Regions from separate parts of the Mus musculus genome. Here regions 2 and 3 are each linked to region 1. Evidence: chromatin contacts called from public Hi-C and promoter capture Hi-C data. All regions are on one chromosome and are shown on one strand. The core of a region is the stretch at or near the end of the contact, and the rest is flanking DNA. Distances in the headings are between cores, read along the strand shown.

The links. Promoter capture Hi-C pulls out the DNA fragments that hold promoters and counts their contacts. Hi-C and Micro-C count contacts between places; a contact is called where the count stands out from the background.
Region 2: a promoter capture Hi-C map of cranial neural crest shows a contact between it and region 1. The contact joins the promoter of Uchl4 here to the promoter of Mtfmt in region 1.
Region 3: a Hi-C map of B cells shows a contact between it and region 1, with 7 read pairs. The contact joins the promoter of Aph1b here to the promoter of Mtfmt in region 1. A contact is called at or near these places in 1 of 484 Hi-C or Micro-C datasets (B cells) and 1 of 115 datasets of contacts at active chromatin or transcription factors (astrocytes).

Annotation. Positions count from the first base shown.
Region 1 is chr9:65,434,175-65,437,368 of GRCm38.p6, reverse strand. Mtfmt (mitochondrial methionyl-tRNA formyltransferase) reads right to left here and starts at 1,587. Exons shown (of 9, transcript NM_027134.3): 1 at 1,362-1,587; 2 at 172-381. The coding sequence starts at 1,555.
Region 2 is chr9:64,233,510-64,236,919 of GRCm38.p6, reverse strand. It overlaps Uchl4 (ubiquitin carboxyl-terminal esterase L4), which reads right to left and starts at 1,719. Exons shown (of 1, transcript NM_033607.1): 1 at 558-1,719. The coding sequence starts at 1,681. The coding sequence ends at 980. The region is part of intron 1 of Map2k1 (mitogen-activated protein kinase kinase 1); the gene reads left to right.
Region 3 is chr9:66,793,673-66,797,400 of GRCm38.p6, reverse strand. Aph1b (aph1 homolog B, gamma secretase subunit) reads left to right here and starts at 1,978. Exons shown (of 6, transcript NM_177583.4): 1 at 1,978-2,148; 2 at 3,161-3,331. The coding sequence starts at 2,036.

The DNA.
Region 1 (3,194 bases), core at 338-2,837:
GAATTGCAACAGGACAGCCAAGGCTACATATAATGAGACCCTGTCTGAATGGAGAAAGAAAAGAAAGAAAGAAAACAAACAAACAGTTTAAATTATGGCATTTTAGTTGCTAGACCCATTCATAAAAAAGACATGATCGCCACACTGTATTTCCTTATAAGTAAAACTTACTAGGGAAATTTAAGAATAAGAGCCTCACTCAAAAGCCGGCCAAAGGAAGCCACTACCCCAACATCATATTCTCCAGATCCCACGTCGGGCCACTCGTACACCGGGAGCTGAGACTGAATAGCATATTGCTTCACAGGTAGTCCTTTGGGGGATAGCGAAGGCACTGTGACAACCTCCAGTTTCTCAATTAACTTTTCCTCTTTGCCGTCTCTGAATCAGAAAGATTGGGGGAAAAAAAATTTGACAGTGTCAGGGCAACAGCCCAAAGCTAAACTATTTCATGCACAGCAAAGCTATTTTTATGATTAAACCCATAGTACATTTAGAGCTAAAATAATTAAGATTTTTTGCAACCAACACACAGGGTTTAAATTTAATAATTTAAAAATTAAATTGTCTTTTATTATTATTATTGTGTGCATGGTGTGGGCATGTGCTATTATTACTGTGTGCGTGTGTGCAGGCGTATGCTACAGCATGTGTGTGGAAATGAGAGGAAAACTTTCAGAAGTCAGCTCTCTTCTTACAGCATCCACAGGGTGTAGCTCACAAGGGCCTGTCACTCCAGCTCCAGGGAATGGGACACTCACTTTAGGCCTCCACAGGCACCAACACGTACATGCTCATAGACACACACACATACAAATAAAATCTCAAAGTAAAAATCTTATTTAAAAAGAAAAGTGTTTGTAGGAAGGCAGGGATGGAGGCGAGATAAGTGCCTGGAAACCAGGGACCGATAAATAACCAAATATCCTTCCAGGGAAGTGGGGCGGTAGACACAGCAGCCTTTCAGGAAAGGGTGAATTACAAATAACTTTCTTCCTAGTAGACAAGGTTAGTTAAATCGCATAAATATTATATGTATATGAAACTGTTCTAACTTAGAAATGTATTCATTTGAAAACACAGGCGTGTAAAAGGGCAAGGAAACGGAGGCCACCAACACCAGGAAGGGACGAACTTTGGAGTCACAGCCCTTTTCAGCTAACCGGCTCCGCCCACGACCCTGGGTACTGGCCGGGCCTCTCCAGGTACCGGTTCCCAGGCTCGGGGAGATGGAGGGTCTGCTGGCAGATGCTGCAGGAGCCACAGGAGCTCTGCCGGCCGGGACCCAACAGGGCGCCTTCCCGGGACCTCGCTGCCCTGGGGTCGCCACCGCGGCTCGGCGTGGGACCCTGCCCCGGTACCTGGCGGCGTGCAGCGCCCGCAGCGTTTCCCGGGCAAAGTGGTCGGTGCCGAGGAACAGCACCCGCCAAGGCGGCTTCTCGCGGACTCGGGAACCTCGGCCGTCCTTCCCGTCGAACCCGGCAGGTGCTTGACAGGAACAGCGTGGCCTCCTTCCCATCAGCCACCGACCCCAGCAGCACCGCGGAAGGAGCATCACCTCGGCCCGCAGCGGCCCACCATGCGCATGCGTGCCCATGGTGGGGGGCGGAGCAAAGAGCTCAAAGGCCCAAGCACGCGCAGACGACAAGGCGGGGCCTGCCGCTTTGGAGGCGTGGCTCAACTGAAGAACCACTAAGGAAGAAATTTGAGGGGACTTTGATGTGTATTATTCAGCCAAGCTCTTCAAAGAACACTGCAGATATATACACACAAGCAAGACACTCATATGAATAAAACAAACCTTTAAAAGAAACTATTTTTTAAAACTTTACAAATTTTTTTTTAATTTATTTTTGTTTTACGTGCTTTGGTGCTTTGCCTGCATGCATGTCTGTGTAAGAGTGTGGAATCCCCTACAACTCGAGACAGTTCTGAGCTGCCACATGGGCCTGGGAATTGAACCTGGGTCCTATGGAAGGGAAGCCAGTGCTCTTAACTGCTGAGCCATCTCTGCAACGAGGGGTCCTGTCCCTCCAGCTCCAAAGCCATGATCCTAACCATTCGACCTGAACAGCAATCTTAACTACTAAGCAACTCAGGATTTCCACACCCAATGAAACTAAGGTTTGCTCACCTGTCTGAAGTCACTTCAGGAATCCAAGACTCTTAGATTCTCAGGCCTCCCATGTGGGATGCCATAGGGAGACTGTAGGGAAACGGAGGGGTGAGGGCTATCTGCTGAAGACCTCTGAAGACCATGGTGTGCAGATAGATATGTGTTTCCAAGGTACACTGGGGTCCTTAACATGGGTCATGCTTGTGACGCTGGCTCTGGCTATAGAGCAGCATCAGGTTCCTCTCTCATCTAATTCCTGTCACATGGCCTGAAAGCCAGAGGCCCTGGAGCAGTCTTTCATTTAGTTTTGAGGATCCCTGCTTCTGTGCCCTTGAGCGTTCCATCCACCTCACATTTCCTCTCTTCCTCACTAAATGGTATCCATTTTTCAGTGCTAAGACAACACCCTCCCTGAGGCCTTGAACTCCTACCTCACAGATTCAATAATTTTTTTCTCCATGTGTCCCCTCAAAACTGAGAGCGGCTTTGTTTGCCATAGTTGTGGAAAGTTGGCCAATGTGTGCCCAGAGAGCGGCAAATTCCTTGGGCTAAGTAGAAAAGAGAGGCAAAGATTATGATGCTGCTAGCCGGTGCATCTGACCATATGAGGGAAATGAGATGTGATGCCAAGCCGTATCCTCCTCTGATCAAGTCAGTCCCAGAATCCTAACTTAGGGGAAGTGGAACATGATTCTGACACTCAAGGTGCTGTCTTTTGAATACCGACTGAAGGTGTGACCTACTGGAGCTGGAGAGACGGCTCAGTGGTTAAGATGCTCGCTGTTCTTGCAGAGGACCTGAGTTTGTTTTCTAGCACACACATTGCCAGATCTAGGAGACTCACTGCCCTCTTCTGGCCCCTGCAGGCACTGCAGTCATGCGACAAACACACCACTAAAAAGCAAAATCTTCAAGTATGGGTCTGGAGAGATGGGTCAGCAAGTAAGAGCACAGGGTGCTCTAACAAAGGACTCCTGTTTAATTCCTGTACCCACATGGTGGCTCACAACCACCTGTAACTCCAGGGCATCCTCTCCTGGCCTCTGAGGGCATTGCAGGCACAATGTGCACTCGGTGC
Region 2 (3,410 bases), core at 470-2,969, 1.2 Mb after region 1:
CTCAATTAGTGATCAAGGGGGAAAGGCCCCTTGTGGGTGGGACCATCTCAGGGCTGGTAGTCTTGGTTCTATAAGAAAGCAGGCTGAGCAAGCCAGGTGAGGCAAGCCAGTAAAGAACATCCCTCCATGGCCTCTGCATCAGCTCCTGCTTCCTGACCTGCTTGAGTTCCAGTCCTGGCTTCCTTGGTGATGAACAGCAGTATGGAAGTGTAAGCCGAATAAACCCTTTCCTCACCAACTTGTTTCTTGGTCATGATGTTTGTGCAGGAATAGAAACCCCGACTAAGACAACTAGGATTGCAAAAATGTGCTGTATATCACTCATTTGTGTCTACTGATAAACCATGGTCACTGAGGGCTGCCAAGATGCCTTAGCAATTCAAGCCACCTGCCTGCTGATGCCCCTGGGAGCCACATGGTGGAAGGTGAGACCTGACTCTTGCTCAGTGGCACATGTGTACCCACAGACACATAAATGTAACAAAAGTAAAACTAAAAAATGTAGTCATTGAAGGCAAGGAAAGCTGCTTTCCCCAAGGACGGCGAGGCCTACGTTTCAGGAAAGACCGGGCTTCGTATCATAGTATATTAACATAGAGACTTTGGCAGATTATTATTCTTTTTTGTTTGTTTGTTGTTGTTGTTTATTTTTTGTTTTTCGAGATAGGATTTCTCTATGCAGCGCTGGCTGTCCTGGAACTTGCTTTGTAGACCAGGCTAGTCTAGAACTTGGAGAGCCACCTGCCTCTGTCTCCTGAGTACTGGGATTAAAGGTATACACCACCACTGCTGGGCTATTCTTGTACTAGAACATTCCTTCTACAACAGTTTCTTTTGCCTTGTTTGTTTGTTTGTTTGTTTCCACATAAAGTTTAATTAGTCAAGTTAATGAAAATATTAAAAATTTTGAGTTAGTTATGGCATCAGAAATTTAACTTTTGTTGCAAATAATACAGTATTTGGTGTTTCTGTCAAGATGCTATGCTGCCGAGAGAGCAATTGCATTAAATCTTAACTCATCAGGGTCACGTTCCATGAACTTCTTGCAAACTTTTATGACATCCTCTAACAACGTCTCATCGCTAGTTTTCCCATGGTTAATTGGAAATGGTTTCCATCCATCTAATTCATAGAGATGCCCATCTACATGTACTAACGCAATAAAATGAAGATCTACTTTTTCATCTATACTTGGTGCCTCAGTCTGACCTTCATGTGCACTGGTTTCATGAGTAACTCGAATAGCGTCATAGTTCTCCAGGTATTTGGCTCTCTCTTCAGGGCTCATTGATACAGACTCCTCCAGGAACTTTTTCAATGTTGACCCTGATTCAAAGTGCACCTTGTCTTTGTTGTTTGCAATGGCATGGATTAGTCCAATCGTTCCAATCGTTCCACAGGCATTGCTGATGGTTTGTTTCATAAAATATACTGATGATGTCACATCTTGTCCTTGAGATTTTATCTTTTCTTCCTCTTCTGTTCTGAAGACTTCATACTTTTCTGTGATAGGGAAGAGGAGTAACACTGCGCACACTGGTCTTGGTATGATGCTAAGAAGTTCAGACTCCATCCCGTACACATCAACAAACTGCCAGTTAGGATGCAGGCCTAATTGCTTGAGAAACTGGTTGGTGACCTCAGGGTTGGCCTCCAGTGGCAGCCAGCGTTGACCCTCCATGACTGCTCCGTCGGCCTCTCTCCAGCTCTGACCTTGCCTTGTTTAATATTGGTAACTAAATAACTCCTGGGTTAACCATAAATGGAATTTGTTGCATCCCTATTTCTGAGTGTGGTAATTAAAAAAAAAAATCTAAGCCATTTTCATATTAAAAAGCCTTACCATCTTTAGCAGGGAAAGATAAGGGGAAAGAGTTGGAAAAGTACCAGAAACAAGTGACAGGTGTTTTGGTGAGTTATGTTTCAGCTTGCTCTCCAGTCACAGGAGGAGTGTAAATTGCTGGTGATCATGTGAGGCAGAGGGGATGGAGGGTGAGCGGAAATCAGTGGTTCCGGAGGCACCGACCCTTCCATCACCAGAGGCTTGCCCACTGCTGGGGACCTGAGACAACTCCTGGGCAAGTTGCTTTCCTGATAGACAGGGCTGCCCATGGGGACTAAGGCTTGCTTTAGTCTTCAAGGTAATAAAAATGGATGTGTGCAAGAAGACTAGTAGGATGGAGTCCAAAGACTAAAGAGGAACTGGAGAAACAGCTGGCATTCACTGAGGGCTTTCTGGTCTCTGTAGTCACGGATATTCTACAAGAACGGTTACCAGAGTCCATTGTACCAGTTGGCGATGTGAAGCTCAGGGAAGCTTAGTAGTTTCATAGGGTTGTATAACTGGTAAGCTGTGGATCTAGGTTAGAGCCTAGGTCAGGCCTCGGCTAACATCATTCCCCACCCCACTGTGTAAAATGCAGGAGGATTTTGTAGTGTTGTACTTTTCTAAACTAGACATTACCCACATATAGCTATTTATATCTAAATTAACTAAAATTCAGTACAGTTTAAATACCAGTTTCTCAGCCATACTAGTTACCTTTAAAAGCCTTATTGGCCACTGTGGCAACTGTTTTGGGCAGCATACATGTAGACTATTTCTGTCATTGTATAATGTCTGTGAGTACTGGTCTAGAAGTCAACCATCTTGTCCTTTAGTTAATTCTTGCCCTTTTGCTTTGCAAAGGACAAAATGAAGGATGAGAAAAGAGGCAACTCATTCAACCAAAGAACACAGTTGATCCAGGCTCTTAGCCTGGCTGCACAGTGGAGTCTCCCGTGCCCTCTGTCTTTCCTTAAAACACAAACCGTAGAATTTAGAAGTAGTGATTTTTTTTTTTCTGTGCCTCCAGCTTCACTCCGTCTCTCTGTTGCTAGATTCTTTCTTCTGAAGCTTTTCTCTCAAGTTCAAAGGGTATATCCGAGTTGGCTTCCCCCAAGGAAATAAAAGATGTTTGTTGGAAAGGAATTCCACGCTTAATATATGAAGCGGCCCTTGGATCCCTTTGCTTCCTTCTTTGCCTTCCTTCCAGGCACTTTGTAATTGAACTTGCAGCTGCTAACCATCTGTCTTCCAAACAGTTCAGATGACAGAGGTTTGTGTGCCTCAAATGCTCGCAGCTGCCTGTTATTTGCTGTCCACATACATGGCATTTGTGTAGGCCAGATAGAATTAGATTATGACCAAAATGACAGTGGATCCCAGCATAGTGCTGGGATTGATTATAGGCATGTATCATCACACCTCGCCCCAGATTACAGTGTGGTTCTAATTCGTTTGTTAAAGATTAAGATACTTAATGTTCATTGAACTGATATTAGATATGTATCTTGTATACCAGGTACTGGTTTGCAAGATAGACTTTCTCTCTCTCTCTCTCTCTCTCTCTCTCTCTCCCTCCCTTCCT
Region 3 (3,728 bases), core at 729-3,228, 1.4 Mb before region 1:
AGGTCTTGAGTTCAATTCCCAGCAACCATGTGGCTCACAACCATCTGTAATGGGATCAGACACCCTCTTTTGGTGTATCTGAAGATGGCTACAGTGTACTCACATAAAATAAATAAATCTTAAAAAAAATGGTCTGAGCCAGAGGCCAGGGTGGAGCAAAGCAAACAGTGTCTTCTAGATTTGGCAGGACCAATGCATTCATTAAAAAAAAAAAATGCATTCACAAACCTAGAGCAGCCCTGTTTGCCTACACAAGATGAAGCTCGTCAATATTCTAGCGCAGAGTAGGAAGAAGTTCATAAGATGCAAACACTGACTGGGAAGCGATTGACAGCTTGGCTTTTCAGAGAGAGTCAGCTTTCCTCGAGGGCATGGCTTCTGGGAGGTAGACCACACTCTAATGGATGTCCCTACAGCCAGACGTACATGAGCAATACAAATTAGACTCAGACTCAGTGTGTAATTTAAGAGAAAAAAAAGAACACATGAAGTTGGGAGCAGGTAGGGGATGGAGGTGAATCTGGAAAGAGGATAAATATGACCAAAATACATTGTATATATGTTCAAATTATTGAAAATATTATATTAATAAAAGTAACTTCAGCATACTTGGTGTTAATAAGTAGATAGGAACAAGGCATAGGAGAATAGAAAAATGTTGTTGTCCTAGCAATGCTGCATGTGGACTCTGCCCGTCTATGTACTAGGTTCATCCAGTTCAACCTAAGCTTCATTTAAAAGCAAACCCACTCATAAATGACACAAGATCAAACACACTATCCCTAACACCTAGGACCGTAAACATTTCACCAAGGTCTCTTAAAGAACAATAATTAGTTTTCCACTCATCGGGCTAAAAGAACCTTATTAGAGTGAACCTAATTAAAGAGTGAAGTCAAGTCAGTTTATTTCTAACAACTGACCCACTTCTAACTTCTGGAGATGAGGGAAGACAAGAACTAGGAAGATGAAGATTCTGCTGGTTGCTCTGGAATTTTCTCTGGTTTGTGATGACCAGAAACCTCTTCATCTGGCATAACCCTTCATAGCCCTACTGATATGTGACCGGGAAAGGCTGCTCTCTGGGTGGGAAGAATTCTATGTGTTTTTTACATGGATTCTGGCATTTCTCTATGCATCAGGTTTTGTAATATATATGTCAAGTATTACAGCTTTCACCTCTATATTCTTTCTCCATCAGCATGTAATCCAGGTATAAAAGCTAAGCCTAGGAACAGTGGGGCTCAAGGTGATGAACAAAACTCCATCAGTAACTGAGCAGGGACAAACCCTAGGCCTAATGTCTGGAGCGGCTGACTCTGACTACACTTATAACACCTCGGAGCCCCGCCCACTACATTACCAGGTCTCCAGAACTTCGGCTCGCTTTGGCTGGAGTAGGGCGGCACTCTGAGCTTGCTCTGGCTGGAGTAGGGCGGCGCTCTGAGCTCGCTCTGCAGGCGCTGACAGGTCTGGGAGCGACTCAAAGCCCCGCCTCCCAGGCTCCGACCTGGCTCCGGTTTGACTGGGCGTGGGACTCCTCCAGGCTCTCCGCCTTCCGACCTCCGTTCCCTGTTCTGACAGGATCTGTGCTCCGAAGCCACGCCCCTCCTCTGCCCTCGGAGCACCTCGAGTCCCCTGCCGAGCTCCGCCCAGCAACCCGCTTTTACAGGCCAAGGAGCAGCTCAGGCCCCAACTCCCGAACCCTGCCTTGTCCCGTGTGACTAGAGGACCTCGAGGTCCTGCATGCCAACCCTCGCTCTGCCGTCCACTCTGATAGGCTATGGAACTCTTCCAGGCCTGGCCTCCCGAAGCTCCCTCCTGTTGCCTCTTTGACTAGGGCACCGAAGGCTCCGCCTCTCGAGCCCCGTCCCGCCCTCGGCATCTCCAGACCCCGCCTCACGGGCTCCGCCTCGTCCACTGCTCTGACGGAGCACCGGAGCCTCGCCACCCAGCCCCGCCCCGTATCCAGGACCCGCTGTCCATTGGGCACTGCAGGGCCCTCGGGCCCCCGCGACTGGCTCCCGAGGTCGTCATGACGGCTGCGGTGTTCTTTGGTTGCGCCTTCATCGCCTTCGGGCCCGCGCTCGCTCTTTATGTCTTCACCATCGCCACCGACCCTTTGCGAGTCATCTTCCTCATCGCCGGGTGAGGCTGCGCTGTGTCCCGGACGCCGCGGGTTCCCTCCCTCTCCTGGGTTCCCACGACCCCGGGATCCCCATCTCCCAGGGGCTCCAGCTTGTGGTGCGGTCCAGGGCTGGAACTGTTCCTGGGAGGGTCTGAGAAGAGCAGGCCCGTAGGCTAAGCAGGCGCCCCTTGGCTTCTGTTGGCTGAGTGTGGGAACAAGCAGATAGATTCCTGCATGAAGCCTTTGTCTTTCTGTAGGAATCTCTCATTTCCCTCAGTGCTGAGCAGCATCGAAGAGTCGTTATCACTACTCTCTGCCATTAAAGTCACCTGGAGATCAGATGTTTATTCCCTGCCCCCCACCCTCACATCAATCCTCGGACTCAGAATGTCTGTGCAGACTATTCAGGCTCAGATTTTCTTTGTAGACTCCTGGGTAATGGTTTGGGTGCAGTCAAGGAGGAAAGTTCGAGAAAACACAGTAACAACTGACCAGGCGGCATGTCCTCCTGGGAGCTTGGTAAATACCGGAACTCTGCTGGTGAACGTGGTCTTGGTCTCGCTGCACCTGCCCGAAGTTTGCAGCTTCTGAACTTTCCATTATATTAATGCAGGCGTTAGGTATTCATTTTCTTTTAGAAAAAGACACTTGACAATATCTAACCATTAAACTTATATTTTCTGGTGAATTTTGAGGATATGAAATTTGCAACTGTCACTGGTTGTATATTTCTATAGCACACAAAGCATCTCTTAGGAAAAATAGTCAGCAACCAAGTGCCTCTTAGTCCTTGACAGATAGTGCCCTAGCGTGCACGCGACAGGGTCACTGAATCGTTCTTGTTAAGCACATCTGACGTTCCTCTTGGACTATTTGTCTCACTAGGAGAAAAAAAAAATTCTGATCTAAAACATCACTTTGTGAGGATTGTTTACTAAAAATGATTTGTAGCTCAAGCAGGTTTGATTTAAAGTCATTATTAAGCCTGTGCTTCTGTTAACTTGTGATTTTTTTTTTCCTTCTACGTTCCAGTGCTTTCTTCTGGTTGGTGTCTCTCCTGCTGTCATCCGTTTTTTGGTTCCTAGTGAGAGTCATTACTGACAACAGAGATGGACCAGTACAGAATTACCTGCTCATCTTCGGAGTGTTGCTCTCTGTCTGTATCCAAGAGCTGTTCAGGCTCGCATATTATAAGCTGTTAAAGTAAGTTAAGTGTTTGTTTTATTTTCCCAGTTAGACTTGAATTACGATTTAGTGATTGCTACAATTTTAGCCTGAAAATATTGAATATTTAAATTTACAATCCGGTTTGCCTGCCCTCCTGCTCCTCCTTATCTTTCTCTCTTCATTCTTCCCAAAAGTGTTTCTTCAAAAATTTCCCAATGCCAGACACTTTGTAGAAGCTGAGGTACAAAGGTGGGTTAAGAGACAGAAGCTCTGGCCTGGTAGAATTTATAATGAGAGGAAACAGGCAAGATATGAATGAACAAAAAGAAATCCACTATTGAAGAAAAATAACCCAGGGAAATAATTACTGAAACAATAAAGAGCCTTTCCACTTGAACTTCATGCTTCCCTCCTACCACCTCAAATAAATTAT